Linked DNA regions of Columba livia: region 1 is linked to region 2. A link is a contact called in public Hi-C data. All regions are on one chromosome and are shown on one strand. Each heading gives the region's core, a stretch centred on a gene start, on an enhancer-like site or on the middle of the called end of the contact. The rest is flanking DNA. Distances are from core to core; before and after follow the strand shown.

Evidence for each region. Hi-C and Micro-C count contacts between places; a contact is called where the count stands out from the background.
Region 1: a contact with region 2 is called in a Hi-C map of liver, with 4 times the contacts expected there. The contact joins two enhancer-like sites. A contact is called at or near these places in 2 of 2 Hi-C or Micro-C datasets (crop and liver).

What each region holds. Positions count from the first base shown.
Region 1 is chr9:27,006,982-27,012,419 of bColLiv1.pat.W.v2, forward strand. SLC25A36 (solute carrier family 25 member 36) reads right to left here. Exons shown (of 7, transcript XM_065074412.1): 5 at 2,784-2,850; 6 at 1-216. Among named protein-coding and RNA genes, the nearest start is that of SLC25A36, 25 kb to the right of the region's middle. Within about 2 kb of position 3,775, at least 1 of the 3 cell types and tissues checked has an H3K27ac peak away from gene starts, as active enhancers do.
Region 2 is chr9:26,770,410-26,776,241 of bColLiv1.pat.W.v2, forward strand. No RefSeq gene overlaps it. Among named protein-coding and RNA genes, the nearest start is that of TRIM42, 140 kb to the left of the region's middle. Within about 2 kb of position 4,257, at least 2 of the 3 cell types and tissues checked have an H3K27ac peak away from gene starts, as active enhancers do.

The DNA.
Region 1 (5,438 bases), core at 2,525-5,024, 240 kb after region 2:
GCTTCTTTTGCAGATTCATCCTCATTGTCCATGGCCGAAGCAGTCTTATACTCCAGGAGTTTTCTCTTAATACTCTCATAAATAACAAAATGAATAACAGTCTCAGATATGCCTGCGTAAGATGCAGACATTCCTCTGTAAAAGCCTTTAATACCATCTGATCGATAAACTTTTTGGACACATTCAAGTGCGCTCATTCGCCTTTCCCCACGATTTCTAAAAAGGAGAGAACAAGACAGACATCAATCTGGTGCAACCTGAAACTAGAAAATTAATAATAATAATAATAATAATAATAATAATAATAATAATAATAATAATAATAATAATAGTTCTGCTTGAGTGACAGGAGAACTTAGGAAACATCTCACACTGATGCAGAGGGGCTCCAATTCAGAATCATTTAAGAACACACAGAACTTGGAAGTCTCCAAGGCCTTCAGCACTAACCACAGGTAAAGCATTACACTGAATCCAAGCCAAATGTCACATATTGCATAGACAAGTTGGACAGCACTAGGCCTCCCCAAGTTTTACAGAATAAAGGACTACATTGCTTGAAAACAGATGCCCAAATGAACTGTCAGTGTCAGTGACTCGTACAAAAAAAACCCCACATTTTCTTCTGCTTAATAAGACTGGATTTTCTCTAATTTTTGCCTCAAATAAACAACTGCATAGCACGGTAATTTCAGTGGCTAAGTTCAAACAGCAGGCCTTGCAGCATCACAGCTATCAGCAAACAACTGGCATATCCAAAGGGATCATACCAACCAAGACAAGACACACTTCTATGATTTGATTCAACTAAGTCACTGCAGATGTCAAGGAAAGTGGTCATTAGACACTACTGTATCAAGCAGTATTTGGTAACTAAAATCTTATTCCTCTTTTTAGCTTGCTTATTGAATTGAGATGTGCATTTGAAATACTTAGCACGCTGTACACAGCTATGCAAAATCATCACAACTCCGCATAAAATCTGCCTCACCGCAGCAGTGAGTGCAGGCACTTGAAGCATGCAGATTCTGCCAGCAGAGGTCTCCCAAGGGAACAAGTCACAGAATAAACCAGCTAATAACCTTTTAAGAAGTTACGGTAATTCATACAGATACTATGTCAAAGACAGTAAGTAGTACGATGAGACACTTGATGGCAGAATTTAAATCCCAACAGTTTGAACCTGCAGTGCCAGACACAAATGAAACAAGGTACCAAGCACAATTAAGAGAGAGTGGGCACGCAGGGCTGCGGATCAGATCTCCAGTACACTACATGGCAGGGAACTCGGGCGCTGGCATCAATTTGCTGGCAGGCAAGAGAAAAGAGGCAAAGAACAACTGTTGAGAAGAGCAGCTGGACCTACAGCTGCAGCTCCAGGGGGACCCCAGTCTCCTGGACAGGGGCATGGGCACATTCTGCTGTAAGACCTTGTTCTTCTGATGCTCAAGGTGCATCTTGGAGGTGCATGTTGAAGGCCAAAGCAATTTCACTTTGGAAAAAAACTACATGCCTTCTGCAGCCCTTACTGGGATCAGAGGAATTTCTGAGAACTCCAACAAAAGCTCAGACCAGGATAATCCTGCAGGCCAAGCAGTTTTATGCCTCTAATCACAACTGAATTACAAGAGCTGCAGCACGTGCTAGACTAGCCCATGCAATTGCAGTGTCCTACCCAAAGTTAGAAGATCCTTCTTCAGGTCTCCCACATGAGCAATGTGTTTGATAGAATGTACAGAAATAATGTGCACAAGTAATCCACCATTCTCCTTAACTTCCTTAAAGCCCTACAGTTTAACCAATTTAACTGACTGATCAGTGATAAACAAGCAGAGGCAGAAGATGCCATCAGCTTGCACATAAGCACTAAAATCCCCCTGGAATCAGTTATGGAATTATTACCCCAATCTCACAGTACAACTAGCTCTGGGATATACTTACTATGGTCACCTTGCAGCTGCTAATATGCCTGCTAAGAGGAAAAATGTTAATATGCACTTCATACAGAAAGTCCAACAAATCTCCAAAATAGGAATACGGGGCTTGCTAATGTATTTAGAATGGCTGGAGAAAGAATTTTATATTGCATACTAAGTTTTCAGTAAGAAAGTCTATAAAATGAACGAGACGGTTGCACTGAGACACTTGCATCATAGCAGCCTCTCCCTATGGTCTTAAATAGATGGGAATAGAAAAGTCTTTCTTCTTCACTATTTGCATAAAACTCTACTTGATTACAAGTTTTGTAATATTATTGAATCTATTACAGAAACTGTTTATTAAGTCCAAACAACTTCTGTTGTCTATCTGGCTTGAAGACAATTCCTGTGTTCTGATTCACAACAGCAGTCTTTCCCTTTTTACAGGCTGCAGTTCTTATGTAAAAATGAAATGCAGGATGTTTCAGGCATTTTTCTAAACTTTTGCTAAAAACTTAAATCCTTATTTCAGGAATTTTTTAGCCTGATAACTAAAAACAAAGAGAATGCATTACTGAAAAAAATAATGCAAGCATATGGATGGTAGAACACTATTTTAACGAGACTGTTAACCTCGTAGTTGATTCAAAATGTGATGCTCAGTCTACTCCAGTGCCTCAAGCACGCCTCAGAACACAGACCAAACAGAGAAAAATGAGTGTAACTTGGAGATAGATCAGCATCAACTTTCTAATTCAAAGCATTGGATATTTAAAGAATCATTCCATTTTGTGATGCAGAACAGATTCAAAACTTTTAAGCAAAATCTTATTACAGCAGTTCGATTTCCCATGGTCACTATACCTTGCATCAAGCTGTAATCGTGTCTTGACTAGCCAAATGGGATTAGTTGTTGTGATCGCAGTAAAACCTAAAACATTTAAAAAGAAAAGTTAGACGTGATAGTATCACGAGAGCAACCACATCTAAACTTGAAACCCACAAAGGAACAGTGGATGCAAAAACTCGGACTATACTGATTTTTAGAAAGTACCCATTGTAGCCCTTCACTGATATTTCACAAATCCATAAAGCCAATAAACATTTAGCTTATTTTTTTTTTTAAGTTTTGCATCAATATTGACTAAGTTTGATTCTTAGCAAGAGACATCACATGTAAAGTAAGCCCAATTGTGTACATTTCCCTGCCTATCTAATCATACCAACACCACAGAACAGCAAGGCTAGCTACACTAACATTAGCCAATTTGGCAAACATGTCAATAAGAATGCATTGCAGATACAGCTGTAGCAATTTGAGATGCTGTAAAACATTGTGTCAATTTAATGTGCCACCTGAAATACAATCCGAGTTCAAAAGCATGCAGACTGAATAAGTACTACTTCTGGTGCAGTTAAAAGGCATGTATTACTGTAAGTTAAGAGACCTTTTAATACTGAACTATAAAGAGCCGTTAAATTTGAGTGCTAATGTTTTATTTAGTATTCAAAGCAGAGATTGTTGGTTGGCCTAGGAATACTTTTACAAACATACGAGGTTTAAAATTGTTAAAGTAAATAGTATGACTTGTAACTATCCAGACATTCAGCAACTAGTCAGGCTTGCATAAGGGCGAAGGGTCATAGCTTTAGGATTTTCAGTCCACTAAAGAAAAAGAAAAGGAAAAACAAGAAAAAGAGAGAAGGAAACAAATTAAAAAAAAATGAAGAAAAGTATTAAGAATCGCTCTTACTTCCACACAACTGTGGAGAGAAGAAGAGCAGAGTGAAAGGCAGCTCTGGGAAAAGAAAAAAAGGCAAAATAAAAACCATCTGGAGTTGTAATACCACACATGCACCATTAATGAGGTGTCATGTCTGCGTGAGAGAAGAGGAAAAGGGAAGAGCTGGAACATGGCCAGGCAAGAGATGACGAATTTAGACGCTTGCTAAGTGACACACATCACTTTATATCACTACAAACACATGCTGCCCTCCTGCAAGGGAATGGACCGAGGGGCGGGAAAGCAACACAGAGTTACCTTGTTCAGTGCATTCCGGTGCACGAAACTTATACAACAAACAGGCTATTGATAAGCTTGTTTATGGAGGTCATTAACAGCTTATATCTATTTAGCAGAACTGCTTGCATACACGTTACTTCTGTTTAATCACAATCTACGTTTACATTGCACACAAATGACTGCAATACTCAGAGAAATGCCAGGGGATCTTAACTGTCTTAAGGTTTGTTCAACCCCACCCCCAAATCTTAAATAGGTCATTATGATTTTCAATTACAGTTCTAAAGACAAACTACAAGGTTTAGCAGCTACTAAGATTTAGCTATATTTCTCTGCCAAAATAGTAAAACCACATTAGAGATTTCAGCTTAATTGTTAAATAGAATTTAAAATTGACTTAAACCTCTTAACTAAATAAGTTCCTGTGGTAGATTGTAAAGGTTTGGGGTTGGCTTTTTTTTGATACACTACTCCTCATTTTTTGATTTATCTAGGTACATATATAGCCCTCCATAAGCTGGCATGTAATCCTAACAAGCCAGAAGCGTTTCATATCTGCATTTCATGTAGGTAAATACCCAAAGCATCAGTGAACTACTCTGCCATAACAAGGCAAGGGATGTTTTTAAAACAGATTGCATGCGCAAAAAAGGTTCTGTAGTTCAACTAGCCTGAGCCCTTCTGACCTGTCACTTAATGCCACGGAAACGCCGCTGATTCCAACAGCACTTGATCCTGGGTTGAACTAAACTGAAAGGAAACCTCGTTCTTGCATTTTTTAATTTTCTTATACTAGCACTAACAAAGCTTTAACTTTCTTTTACTCCAAATCAAAACGTTTCCACACCTGTAGTGCAGTGAAAGGCACTAGAAATGCACAGGACTGCAACAAAGGCTTTGAGATAAGGGGGGGAAAAGTTACTGACTTCCCCTAACCAACACATTTTCAAGGAAGGACTTCCCTCCAAAATAAAGATATTAGTTCTTAAGTGTACCCTAGTTATTACAAGCAAACAAGACCGAAAAAATCCTATTTTAGCTGCATGCTTTGCAATTTTGTTCCTGCTAGGCTGCATGCTGCCGCACTATCTGCTCAGCCTTTCCTCCAGCCTAGTCAACCTCCAAGAGGTGTCTCTGTCTCCTAAGCCCGGACCAGCAGCAGAGCCCCAGGGGCAGCAGGAGAGCCCAGAGGCTGCCAGGGCAGGACATGGCACCTTCTGCCTCAACTTCAACCCCCCCGGCTCGTTCTACACATGATTTACCCCTGTGGGATCAGACACTTAGCGACAAAGCCCATTATTTTTTTCCCCTAGGGCTGTCAAAAGCACTAAATTTTGTGACAAGTTCCAACCAAAGCTGTCAAATCAAAGCATCTTCAATAATTCAGGTTTCAAGATGAAACGACTACAGCTCCATTCTTACACGTAATGTAGTAAATATTGTTAGTGGAAGAAGAAAAATTAACAGTGGAGTGATGCTGACACCAAGGAAAGCA
Region 2 (5,832 bases), core at 3,007-5,506:
TGCTGAACCCAGCTTTGCCTTCTAGGAGTCACTCATCTCTCTGAAAGTAAAAGCTACCATAAACTGAGGATTCAAATAATAGCCCAGGTACAACAAGAGGGAAAAGTGGCAACAATGGATTTATACAGAAACATGGGATCACATAGGCTTTCTACCTCAACTTCTTCCACCAAATTGTGTTCATAAAGAATTTACATGGGACAATTTACACAAACAAAAATATACAATACGCCTGTTGAAATCCGTATTAGAAACTTGCTTTGTCATATCAGATGCTTTACTGCAACAAGCAAAGTAAATATCACACAGAATCACAGAATGTCGGGGATTGGAAGGAACCTCGAAAGCTCATCCAGTCCAATCCCCCTGCTGGAGCAGGAACACCCAGATGAGGTTACACAGGAAGGTGTCCAGGTGGGTTGGAATGTCTGCAGAGAAGGAGACTCCACAACCTCCCTGGGCAGCCTGGGCCAGTGTCTGTCACCCTCACTGAGAAGAAGTTTCTTCTCAAATTTAAATAGAAACTCTTGTGTTCCAGTTTATACCCATTACCTCGTATCCTATCACTGGTTGTCACCGAGAAGAGCCTGGCACCATCCTCATGACACTCACCCTTTACATACTTATAAACATTAATGAGGTCACCCCTCAGTCTCCTCTTCTCCAAGCTAAAGAGCCCCAGCTCCTCCACCCTTGCCTCATAAGGGAGATGCTCCACTCCCTTAATCAAATGTATTTAGCTCTGAACACAAAAAATGTCAAAAAGCCTACCTTCAAGCCCATCAAATACAATGCCCCAGATTATGCTTTGTGGTCTATTAATATGGGTCAGACAATACAAAATAATCTAACATTCACGTGTTAAGATAGGTATCTAGGGTGTGTGAAGGAGGTCATCGTTTAGACTGTCTTTTTCCATTGGTTAAAGAGGAGTCTAGAGGACTGAAACTGAACAGATTACTATATTTTGGAGAGCCAAATTGAGGCTGTTGATCATACTGGTGGGGACATTCATATTTTCAGCTTTTTACAAACAGGCAGCACTCTCAAACAAGGCAGAGAGCTTCAACACATTTTCACACACACACACAAAAAAGAAATAACACAGGTTTGTGAAGGAATGGAACAACATATAAATAAATGAATAAAGGCTGCTTTATACAGATATATATTCCACCTATGAAAGGATAACACAAAAATCTGCTATGTCATACTGCCACTGCTATTTCTCTGCTTGTATCGAATATTTATTCTATGGGCATAGTATGAACACTACAACTCATAATTTATTTGGATGTAAATAGATGTCTAGTAAGACAAGACGGTTACTATATCTGCATCAAATATTGTATATATTTATATTCTGGTTTGCACAGCCATAAGCAAACACCAGTCTAAATTTTTTAAGGCAATCTCCTGAGTCATGAACATTCTAAACTTATTAGTATGTACTAAAACTTGAAATTAATTCAAAGCTTGCCTATTTGCATAGCCTTTAAAAATGTTTTCTTATGTGCTCTTTTATATGCAATTCACTTCAATTTGTTCTGAGTGCAGTGCTTCCAGCTCTCACTCATTTTAGATGCCAAAGATTTTATGCGAATAAACGATAAGTGAGAAATGGAAATTAACTTAAACCTGCCTATCAACTACATTATGTTAGAGTTCTTTGTCTCTTCTTGGTTTACTGCTATGGCTGTAAAATATTTTTTGAAAAGAACATGAATGTGCTCAGTTGTTCATGAAACATCCCTTTCAGGCACAGAGATCTGTGCCCTGTGCAGCTATAAGGACAGCACGGAAATAGGTACCTACCAAGAGATTTTTGTTCTGTGTTGGCCCTGCTGCTGTGACCCTGGGGAAGCCAATTAGCCTCAGTATCCCCAACCACATTATATAAAGGTGACGACCCTGAAAGGTACTTCCAGTTCCACAGATGAAAAATTAGTACATCATAAAAAGCACTAGTATACATCACTCCTTCACATTAATCTACCTGTCTGAAAGATCAGTACTCTCTACTGGCAGCATTTTGATGGTGGGTTGCAGAGCATATGGTAATGGGATAATACTACTCGAGTTTTAATCTACAAAGGATTTGATGCTGATTCTTCATAAAACACTGGAGTAAATTCTTTTAAAAGAACAACAATTACAGTGTATAATTTGTTATCATTGATTTAAACAACTTCTTGTCGAAGCAAATTTCATGTAACAGCTCCCACACATCTATCCCTTTTGCAGACATAAGCCATGAGCACTAAGCACAGCTTATACACAGCACTAGTAGGGCTGAAAGAATCCTGCCCAATTCCTTGCAGGCAAGTTTTAATTCATCCTATGGAGCATTTGAGCAATAGCAGGAACACATTTTAACAATGTATGTGTTTGCATGTGGCTCCATGCAAACCTGTTTTAGCTCAGCTCCTTACTCCTAAAAATATGAAGTTATCTCCAGTTTAGTATTTGACTTATCCCTGAAATGATTATGTTTATTTTTGTCCTGAAAACTTAGAGTGGGTTTTTTTGATGAATTCCTTTTAAACTTTGTTCTTTCAGAAACGTAATCTAACAAGAGAGATTTGTACATCTGTATCATGCTTATCTTTTATTTTTCCAGACTCAGTGTTTGACAAGCCGGATCATTCTTATCCAGAGAAAGACTCTGAAAACGCAGACGCTGTCTGGCGCCAGGTGCACCGCAGTTACTGAGTCCCAGAATCACTGGGATGGCACGCAGGACGTGCGGTTATTCTAATGTGATCTCTTGCTGTTCTTGGATTCCAGCTGGAGACATCTAGCAGGCTTGTTTGAGCAATGCTCACACACTGCTTTCTTACTTCAACATCTTTCATTTTCCTGGTCTTTGAAATAAGCTGGAAAAAATCTATCACGTTCAATTATCAACAATTAAGAATATAACCAGGAACTGCCGGTTTATGGCCTGTATTAGAATAAAAAAAGATGTTTCTAGTTTGAATATATTTAATGTCAATTACAGTACAGAACAATTTACCACATCACCAGCAGGTCATCAGGGTATTTTATTGTTCTTATCTCATTGGCACCTTAGCTATTTATTTACAGCAAACACCAAAATATGTTTGTCTAGCAAGAACCGACCAGTTCTTAATTGGAGCCACAGTGCTTTCAAAATCATCAGATACTTACAATCCAGCTTTCTAAAGAGAAGCTGTGAGTAAAATATGTCCCACTGAATGCTTACCCATTCTGTTCATCACCAACCTGCTAGCTCATATCTGTTGAAAATTCAGCCTACCTCAATAGATAGCCTTCCGAATACATTCCAAAAAGTATATGCTTCCATGAAATAAACATCAGAATTCACGCGGGAAGAAAGCTCAAACTTCAGAAAAGCTGGATGTACCTCTGCCATCTGTACTCATGGGTGCACCACACCCATCAGCAGTTTCTCAGGAAGAAAAAAAAACGCTGCTCATCTTTACTAATGTAAAATTCAGTAGAGTAGCCTGCCAAGTGGTGACCTCTGCATCTTCAGACACCAGCTGTCTGCAAAAGTATAAATTGTTCCAGACCAAGTTAACTTTGGTACAAGAGCACTCCAGGTTCTCAGCCTGATCTCACAGTGCTGAGTTCTGGGGTCATTCCCACAAAATGAGTGGCACTTGCAAGACCAGAATGAGGAGCTCACAAGGAATAAAAATAATGAATCTTCCGTATTTTAAATGGAAACTAAAATTGAGGTTAATACACAGGGAGAAACCACTGACCTGCTGCAAAAATGCTTCCACAAAGCAAAGGCTGCTGTTCCATTCAAGACACCTTTCACAGGGTGGCCCTTGCCACTCAGACTTGAGTGTTCTGTTGACTGACAGTGACACAGCTACAGGCAGGGGAAGAGGCAGAAGAAAAACCTCCTCCTGGAGCAAATTTGCTAAAGCCAGAGGCTAATTTGGACTACGGAATTTTTGCAAACATTATTTCCTTCTGTCACAAATAAATTCTTTATTAGCTTCCCTTTGCTTAAAGAAAACAAAAAACAAATTAAGTACAAATAAATTGCAACTTCTGTTATTTTTGGCATGCCTGTGAACTTAGAAAAGCTCAACTGGTAACCCAGGAGACAGACAGCAGACATCTGCTAAATGCATTCAGTTGATATAAGGTAAGTAGTGACAATGTATGCTTCTTACTGCTCCAGACCTCCTCGGGGACCCTTCAGTCCTCACACGCTTCAGGCCTGGAGTCACCACCACGTACAACACAAAGAACCAGTCGTGTAGGGTTTGAGATGCCAACTGCCACACAAAGACCTGGTTTCACACAGGGACTGAACAGCCATCAGAAGGCACACTGATGGGGCTGGAATTTAATGAAAGCCCCCACTCAAAAGGGTCATAGTTTCCTTGCTTGTGGCCAGGGATTTTTGTGAGTTGATTGCTTTGTCAAGAAGACAAATTTGTTACAAATAATTGTTGATTTGTTTGTTTTGGCTTTTTAATAGGAACAGGCTTTTCGTTTGAGAAAGAGAGACTGTGAAGTGTATGCAAAGGTCTGGAAAAATCAGGTTTTGACCCAAGAGTGATTAATGCTATGCAGCTGTTCTCCTGAGCTATTTTCAAATGTGTTCAATAAACCTTAAAGATTTGTTACAGAGTGGTGACAGAATTATTTTGCTTGACTAACTTCACATTTTCATGAACTGTGAAAGTCTAAAATTTGAGAGAAGATAGCTTGTACTGATTTGGATGATTAATAGGCAAGCAAGTTTTAAATGGAGAGCACCACCAGCATTGTAACACGCTAAACATCACCCCTCTGTTACTCACTCATCTCTGTTAGTTATTCCTGCCTCAGGAGGCTTATTTTCCAATGACTGCTGTACAGTGCTCCCTGTCCTCAGGACCTGGGCGTTTCCTGTCTCATAGGTGCAAAATCGGGGTGGGTGGGTTACAGCTATTTATGAAACATGAGAGAAGGTAACAAAAAAAGGTTGAATTAGCACGTTTTCTTGATATTACAATCCTTTTCAGCTTAGTTTAAACCCATCGTCCTGATTTTCAGTCATGTTTCACCCAAAACAATTTCTAGATGTTTTCAATTAATTTATCACACTTGCTTCAGCTGTCTCCTTCTGCTAAGTTAGGTTCTAATTCAAGAGACCATTTAATTGTCTTTAAATTTAAACATGTCCTTAAGCTTTGTCAAAATCTATTTGTCATGGAAGCAACATTAACAGTCCTAATTCAGAAATGGACACAAACCCTTGTTTAAGCTCTTCCCTCACTAGGGATGTCTTCCTGAATCGGTACTTCCGTCTTGTGGTGTGACATTTTCAAGAGCGCTCAAGTAATTTAGCAGACTAAGTGTTGTTCACTTGTGGGTTGGCATTTTTGAAAAATTATGCTGTTGCTGAGTAAGACTGGATTTCAAGATGGGTTTGAAAAGATTTTACTGAACTGCAGTCTTATTCAGTTCATTTATTTCAGCATATAAATACATAGTCCAAACTTTTTATTTAATTTCGGCTCTCACATTTCTATTGGTAACCACCATAAGCCATCTGCTTCCACCTGCTCCGTCCCCTCCTTCCAAAACACACAACTTCAGTTTATCCCTGAAGAATATTGCCTAGCGGGGGATAAAAGAAGCAGCATTTATTTTAAACATTGCTTTAAATCAGTGTCTTGGGACTGGTTTTCTTCCTAACTGTTGAACACCACAGCCTCTCGCTGATAACGTCCTCCGGGTTGTGAAGCAGCCAGCACTGCCCAGCAGCAGCCCCAGGCAGTTCTCAGCAGCTCACTCTGCCAAGTGCTGCCTCCTCTGCTCTGCACTCTGCATCTCTGC